Linked DNA regions of Mus musculus: region 2 is linked to region 1. The links are chromatin contacts, called in public promoter capture Hi-C maps. All regions are on one chromosome and are shown on one strand. The core of a region is the stretch at or near the end of the contact, and the rest is flanking DNA. Distances in the headings are between cores, read along the strand shown.

Evidence for each region. Promoter capture Hi-C pulls out the DNA fragments that hold promoters and counts their contacts.
Region 2: a contact with region 1 is called in a promoter capture Hi-C map of pre-B cells. The contact joins the promoter of Polr3g here to the promoter of Slf1 in region 1. A contact is called at or near these places in 2 of 39 promoter capture datasets (liver and pre-B cells).

The regions. Positions count from the first base shown.
Region 1 is chr13:77,134,111-77,136,812 of GRCm38.p6, reverse strand. It overlaps Slf1 (SMC5-SMC6 complex localization factor 1), which reads left to right and starts at 1,345. Exons shown (of 21, transcript NM_134071.3): 1 at 1,345-1,460. 2210408I21Rik (RIKEN cDNA 2210408I21 gene) reads right to left here and starts at 1,277. Exons shown (of 20, transcript NM_001145676.1): 1 at 1,183-1,277.
Region 2 is chr13:81,709,619-81,712,320 of GRCm38.p6, reverse strand. Polr3g (polymerase (RNA) III (DNA directed) polypeptide G) reads left to right here and starts at 1,308. Exons shown (of 8, transcript NM_001081176.1): 1 at 1,308-1,463. Mblac2 (metallo-beta-lactamase domain containing 2) reads right to left here and starts at 904. Exons shown (of 2, transcript NM_028372.1): 1 at 339-904. The coding sequence starts at 792.

The DNA of each region.
Region 1 (2,702 bases), core at 96-2,595:
TTTTCTAAATATAGTTTTACTCTCAAAAGGCAAAGGGGCGCTTGTCTGATGCTTCAGGTCCCTTTAATTGAATATATGACATTTTTCTTTTTAAAAAGATTTGTTTATGCATATATTTTATGTACATGGTGTTTCATCTGCATGTATACCTGCACACCCGAAGAGGTCACTGAATCTCATGTTACTAGAGTTACAGATAGTTGTGAGCTGCCATGTGGGTGCTGGGAATTGAATTAGTGACCTCTGGAAGAGCAGAGAGCTCTTAATCAGTGTACCATCTCTCTAGTCCTAATATTATATTTTAATTTATGGTACACTCTAGACGTCTTTTGAGATTGACTGATTTGGAGAAATGGGAAAAGGTGATCAACAAATAATAAGAGGATGAGTGAACTCCCCCGAGGAAACTGCATTGGTCAAGAAAGAGTAACACTTTTTGCGTCTTTGAATAAATGAGCATCTTTCCTCGAACTAGACATTTGTCAAAAGCAATTTCTCTTTACAACTCCTCTGGGTAACTCCAAATCCCCACCCAAAATTATCCTGAACTATTCGCAGTGAGTTCATAGTAAAGTCAGAACATTCCTTACTGAAAGTGTACCTGATTCTAATCAATGATTTCCACAACATAAAACGTGTATCTAAAGCTGATGCATACCGTTATAGGAATGATAGCGTCTCAGTAATGCATAGCAGAAAAAAAACAAAAAACAAAAAAAACAAAAACAGAAGCCATTTTTAATTAAAACTGAAGGAGAAAAGTTCAATTAATTGAAAATCAGGAATGTCCCATTCTGAATGCATGCAAAAGCCGCCGTCTTCAGCTGCCTGCTTGCCCTCCCAAGTGAACCCCCAACTATTTTAACAGTATTCAGTAAAGGGTACATAATGTAACTTTCAAGAAACAGGGAGACCAAACCCTGCGAATAGACAGGGTAGAAACACTGCACAGAACCAGTTGTCTTCGGCTAAGATCGACTTCCACGTTGGAGGTAAGTCAAGCGAATGAAGACAGTGAGCCGGATCCCAGGGCCTTCTCCAGCCTCAAGGAGGATCAGGCACCAGAGGAAAGGATGGGGATTTAGGGGGCCAACTTCTGTCTGCTCACTTCTCGGTCCTATCCACATTCGGCAGGTAGCTGGCAGGCCGAAAACACCGGGAAGAGAGGGAAAAGTCACTTACCAATCTCCGTCTATGGCGCTGATCCTGCAAGGGCCTGACGCGCTGGCCAGAACCAAATAGTCGGCATCTCAGGCAGCCCTGGCGACCGCTCGAGAGCGTCACTGACAACCACCCGGAACTGGTAAACTGCTTCCGGGAACGCCGAGCGCGCGGCGGGAAATTGTTTCCTAGAACCTAGTTTATTGGAGCAGGGAGTCCTACGGTGGTAGTCGTCGCCCCTACCGCCACCACCGGCAGCTTCGCAAGACGAAACCAGCCCAGAAGCTTCGGCCGGGAAGGTAAAGCGCCTCAGCTCGGAAGACGCCATTTACCGCGTTCTCAGGCAGCGCCTCTGACTTCCCGGCCGTCCTCTCTGGGCCGCGGAGGCGCTTGGCGCTCGTGCTTTCACAGCCTTGGTTCCTTCAAGGTGAACTCGGGGCCCGCGCCCGTGCCGATGGCCGGGCCCTCCGATCTCGGCCTGCCCGGCCCTTCTGGGCAGACAGGTCCCTGGCGAGCCCCGCAGCGCGCCCAGGCCGCTGCCCGCTGCCGGGGCTCCGGGCGCTAGGCCGCTCGCGTCTCCCGTTTCCATAGAACCGCCTAGGACGCCTCACCCCGTGCCAGTTCTTGGATGCCTACAAACCTTAGCTTCCATGAAGGTGGCAGGGATTCCCAGGGCCTGCCTTTCATTAAGATGAAAAACGAGACATTCTTTCTCTCGAGTAGAATTGTTTTTCACACCGAAATGAAAATGAGCTTTTTATCTCAGCGGTATTGTAGGCTTTGAACAGCAGCGCGCGAGCACCTCTCCTAAAGGAAGGGTTTGTGTTCCTGGGGTTCCTGAGCACCAGGACAACTCTAAGTGACAGAAATGTATTGCGTTTTCAAGGTCTGGCTAAATTGATACTCATTTACCTTAATACTCCAAATCGGGATTTGGGACCTGTGGTTGATCGAAATTGATTTTCAATTCCCCAAGCTCTTTTGTGAAAAATGACTATCCTCTACAGAGGAAAATAGATAAATAAATAAGAGAAAAAATTCCTTTGAAACATTGGAAATGACTTGAATTCAATCACGACCCAGGTCTTATATTGGTTTTCAAGCTGTTGCTGTGAATGGAATGATTCTTGTTTATTCTAGGTGTTCAAAACATAGCTTGATCATTTGGGTAGATTTGTGTGAGAAGAAATTTGATTATTTGTAAGGTAACATTAAGAATTTCACGACCTAGGATGTTGAAACACTCAAATGTTTAGATATATCTTAATGTGAGACAGTCTTCAATAAGCAACTAAACTTCAGTTAGACCTGTTTTCTTAGTCGAGATTTTTCTCATGCTTCATTGACTTGGGTGAAAATCAATGATATGATTTAGAATATTTTTGCTTTTGTAAAGCAGAAAGCTTAGATCATGTTGGTGTATGAAACAGTAGTCTGTTGTAATTCCTTTTCATAATCAAAATAAAGAGCAGTTAAAATTCCATTCCATGCATTCACAATTTCCATGGCTGCCTCTTTGATTTTTAGGAAACCAATAGTAT
Region 2 (2,702 bases), core at 59-2,558, 4.6 Mb before region 1:
AAAAGCCTACTCGTTACAAAAGCTGAAAATGTTCAACCGGTACTTGGGAAAAGAATGGAAAATCTCCAGTCACAAGTCTCTGCAGTGTTACTACTGTAGCTGACTGACTGGGGATGGTGTGAGCTTTCAAAGAGACAGCCACACAGCAGCAGCGCGCATCTCCGGACAGAGAAGCCTGCCAGGGCCTAGTCTCTGCTTAAGCTGACTTCCACGCAGCAAAGGGTGAAACAGAGTATTCCCGCACTGTACCCCAACAGTGCCAAGGAGGTCTGTAACATGCTGTACACGCTCTCCAAGCCCCTCCCTCAGTGACAGCGCACGCCCGCGGGGCCCATTACCATCCTGCAGAATGAGGGTGGGTTGCACTGCCTGCACTCGGAACTGCCTGGCCCTCCAGCCAGGGCTGGGCGCCCGCACCACCTCGCTGTCAGAAAGCCAGGTCACGGTCTCAAAGTTGTCCCCGCGAGCCAGGGCCTCGGCCTCGGCGCGGTGCACAGCCACCTGGTCGAACTGATAGAGACCGCCGGAGTGATCGAAGTGCACGTGGGTGGCCACGGCCAGCAGTGGCCGGCGTCCTGCATCCTCTTTAGACCCGCAATCCTGCAAGAGGCCAGAGGAGTAGAGGTACTCCGGAAGGCTGCGCAGCCCCAGGCCAGTGTCTATCACCACGTCCTGCTCCGAGCCGCGCACCAGCCAAATGTTGGCCCGGTTGCCTGACTCGTAGAACCGTTCTTGAATCCAGAAGATGCCATCGCCCAGAGACTTGTGGGCATACCACTCGAGCGCCGACATGCTGCTGCGCAGGGGTGCGGCCGGGCTAGGTGGGTGTGCCTCCCACAGGCAGTCCAGGACTCGCTGCTGCTGCTGCTGCTGCTGTTGCTGCAGAGCCGGAGGAGCTACTCTCAGCTCCGGAGGAGGTGCGATCGAGGGGCGGGGATGCGGAAGGGAGCGTGGATAGGACGCTGCGACACTGCCCAGATCACCTGTTCCGCGCCCTCCCGTCCGAGCCGCAGAGCGCAGGCTGCACCCCAGTTGCCGCAGCTTCTGCAGCCGCAGCACCAAGGCAGTAACGCAGGCTGCTGAAGCGGGGAGGAGACACCGGGCAATGCTGCCCTGCTCGGGGTTCTACTGCAGGGGCCGGGAGAGATGCGTGGGAAGCGACACACAGGACCGCCCCCACACGGGCAGCGGGGGGCTGTGCACTCGCCGCCGGAGCCCAGAGTGAGGCCGAGCCTGTTGGAGGCTGACTACGGCGCCTGCCAAGGGCTAAAAAGCTCTCTTCCGGGGGTGTGGCCTCGCGGGAGTGGGCGGGGCTTCCAGTGCGCTCTGCTGCGCCGTAGCCGCGTGCGGTGTGGGGCGCGCTACTCCGGAGGTAGAATCTGCGGCTCCTTGCTGGAGGGGCTGCCGGCTTTCTTGCTTCCTCTGCTGCACCGTGTGCTCAAGCCTCGAGACTTGGCTAGCAGGTAACTGGAAGCTATCCCGTTCTGGGCAGGAGGTGAAGAGGGTAGAAGGGAGTTGATGGGGCACGTGGAGAACGTGGTGGCCGGGTATCCGGAGCCAACATTCATGAAAGCCCCTCTGGAGTGACTTTGGGAAGTATCCCTACCTCCCCAAAGCTGCTGCTGCGGTCTTCCAAACCGTTTAAAGTTTTCGTAGCCAGATCTCCCAGCTTTCCGGTGGGTTTGTTCTCAGTGAGAAAGAAGGGAGTTTATCCTCTTACAAGAGAAGACTATGCAAATCTGACGACTGTGTTTTTTCTTCATTCAAAGTTTGGCGGCAGTTTGCTGATAAGGGCATACTTACCGTCGCTTCTGTTTTCTTAATTGTTGGCACCCTTGATAGTGAGGAGAGGGGTTGGTGATAAAATTTTTCTTTAAAAAGAAAAACCTAAATGGCCGTCATAGTTCTGGGTGGTTCTTTGCTCTTTGAAGAGAGCAGAGAAAGTTAGAGCTTAAGGAAAGGCGGAGCACTTTGAGGGGACATGAAAAGTGGATAGGGACTGGGTGTGGCCTTGCAAGCCACCAGAAATCACCCCCACTGTCAGTATCAAGTCCCTGCGCTTGCACCCAACCACTAGCTATTGATACATCTATTTCGGATTAAGAAATCCCTTTGAGAATTTGACTAACCTTCAGAAATTATAAAGAGACCCACGGGAGAGCATTATAAAGGATAATTAGGAAGATTCTTACTGTGGTATCTCCTAATAAGTTTCCTAGAGGGAGAACTGTACTTCCAACACTCCAAAACTCTCTGGTGGGTGTAGGAGCAGGTCACTGCCCTTTTGAGTATTTTGCTAATCTCATCGGTTATGCAGTTGGGACCATTCTTAGCACGAGTGCCTCAGCTAAATGGTGTGTGACAAGCAGAAAACTGTTTAAAAACAAAAAAAAGTCTGATGTGAGTTCTCGAGAATCTGAGGAAGCTAACACCTGTACACAAATACTTGTTATATAATGCAAAAAAAATGCAAAAATTGGATTCTACTTATAGATGGACTAGTGAATGATTGCACTGGCCTTATCGAATGCATTTTCTGCAGAGAAACACAGTGCCCTCTGTACTTTGTTTTTGCTGCAGAAGGGGGCCACTCGGTAAGATGGCACAGTGTTGTTTCTTGGCCATAAGCTCAGAAAGAATTCAGAGATGACTATCTGGCTTGTGGCAGGCTCTAGAGTCCTTTGGACCTACAGTTCCCAATG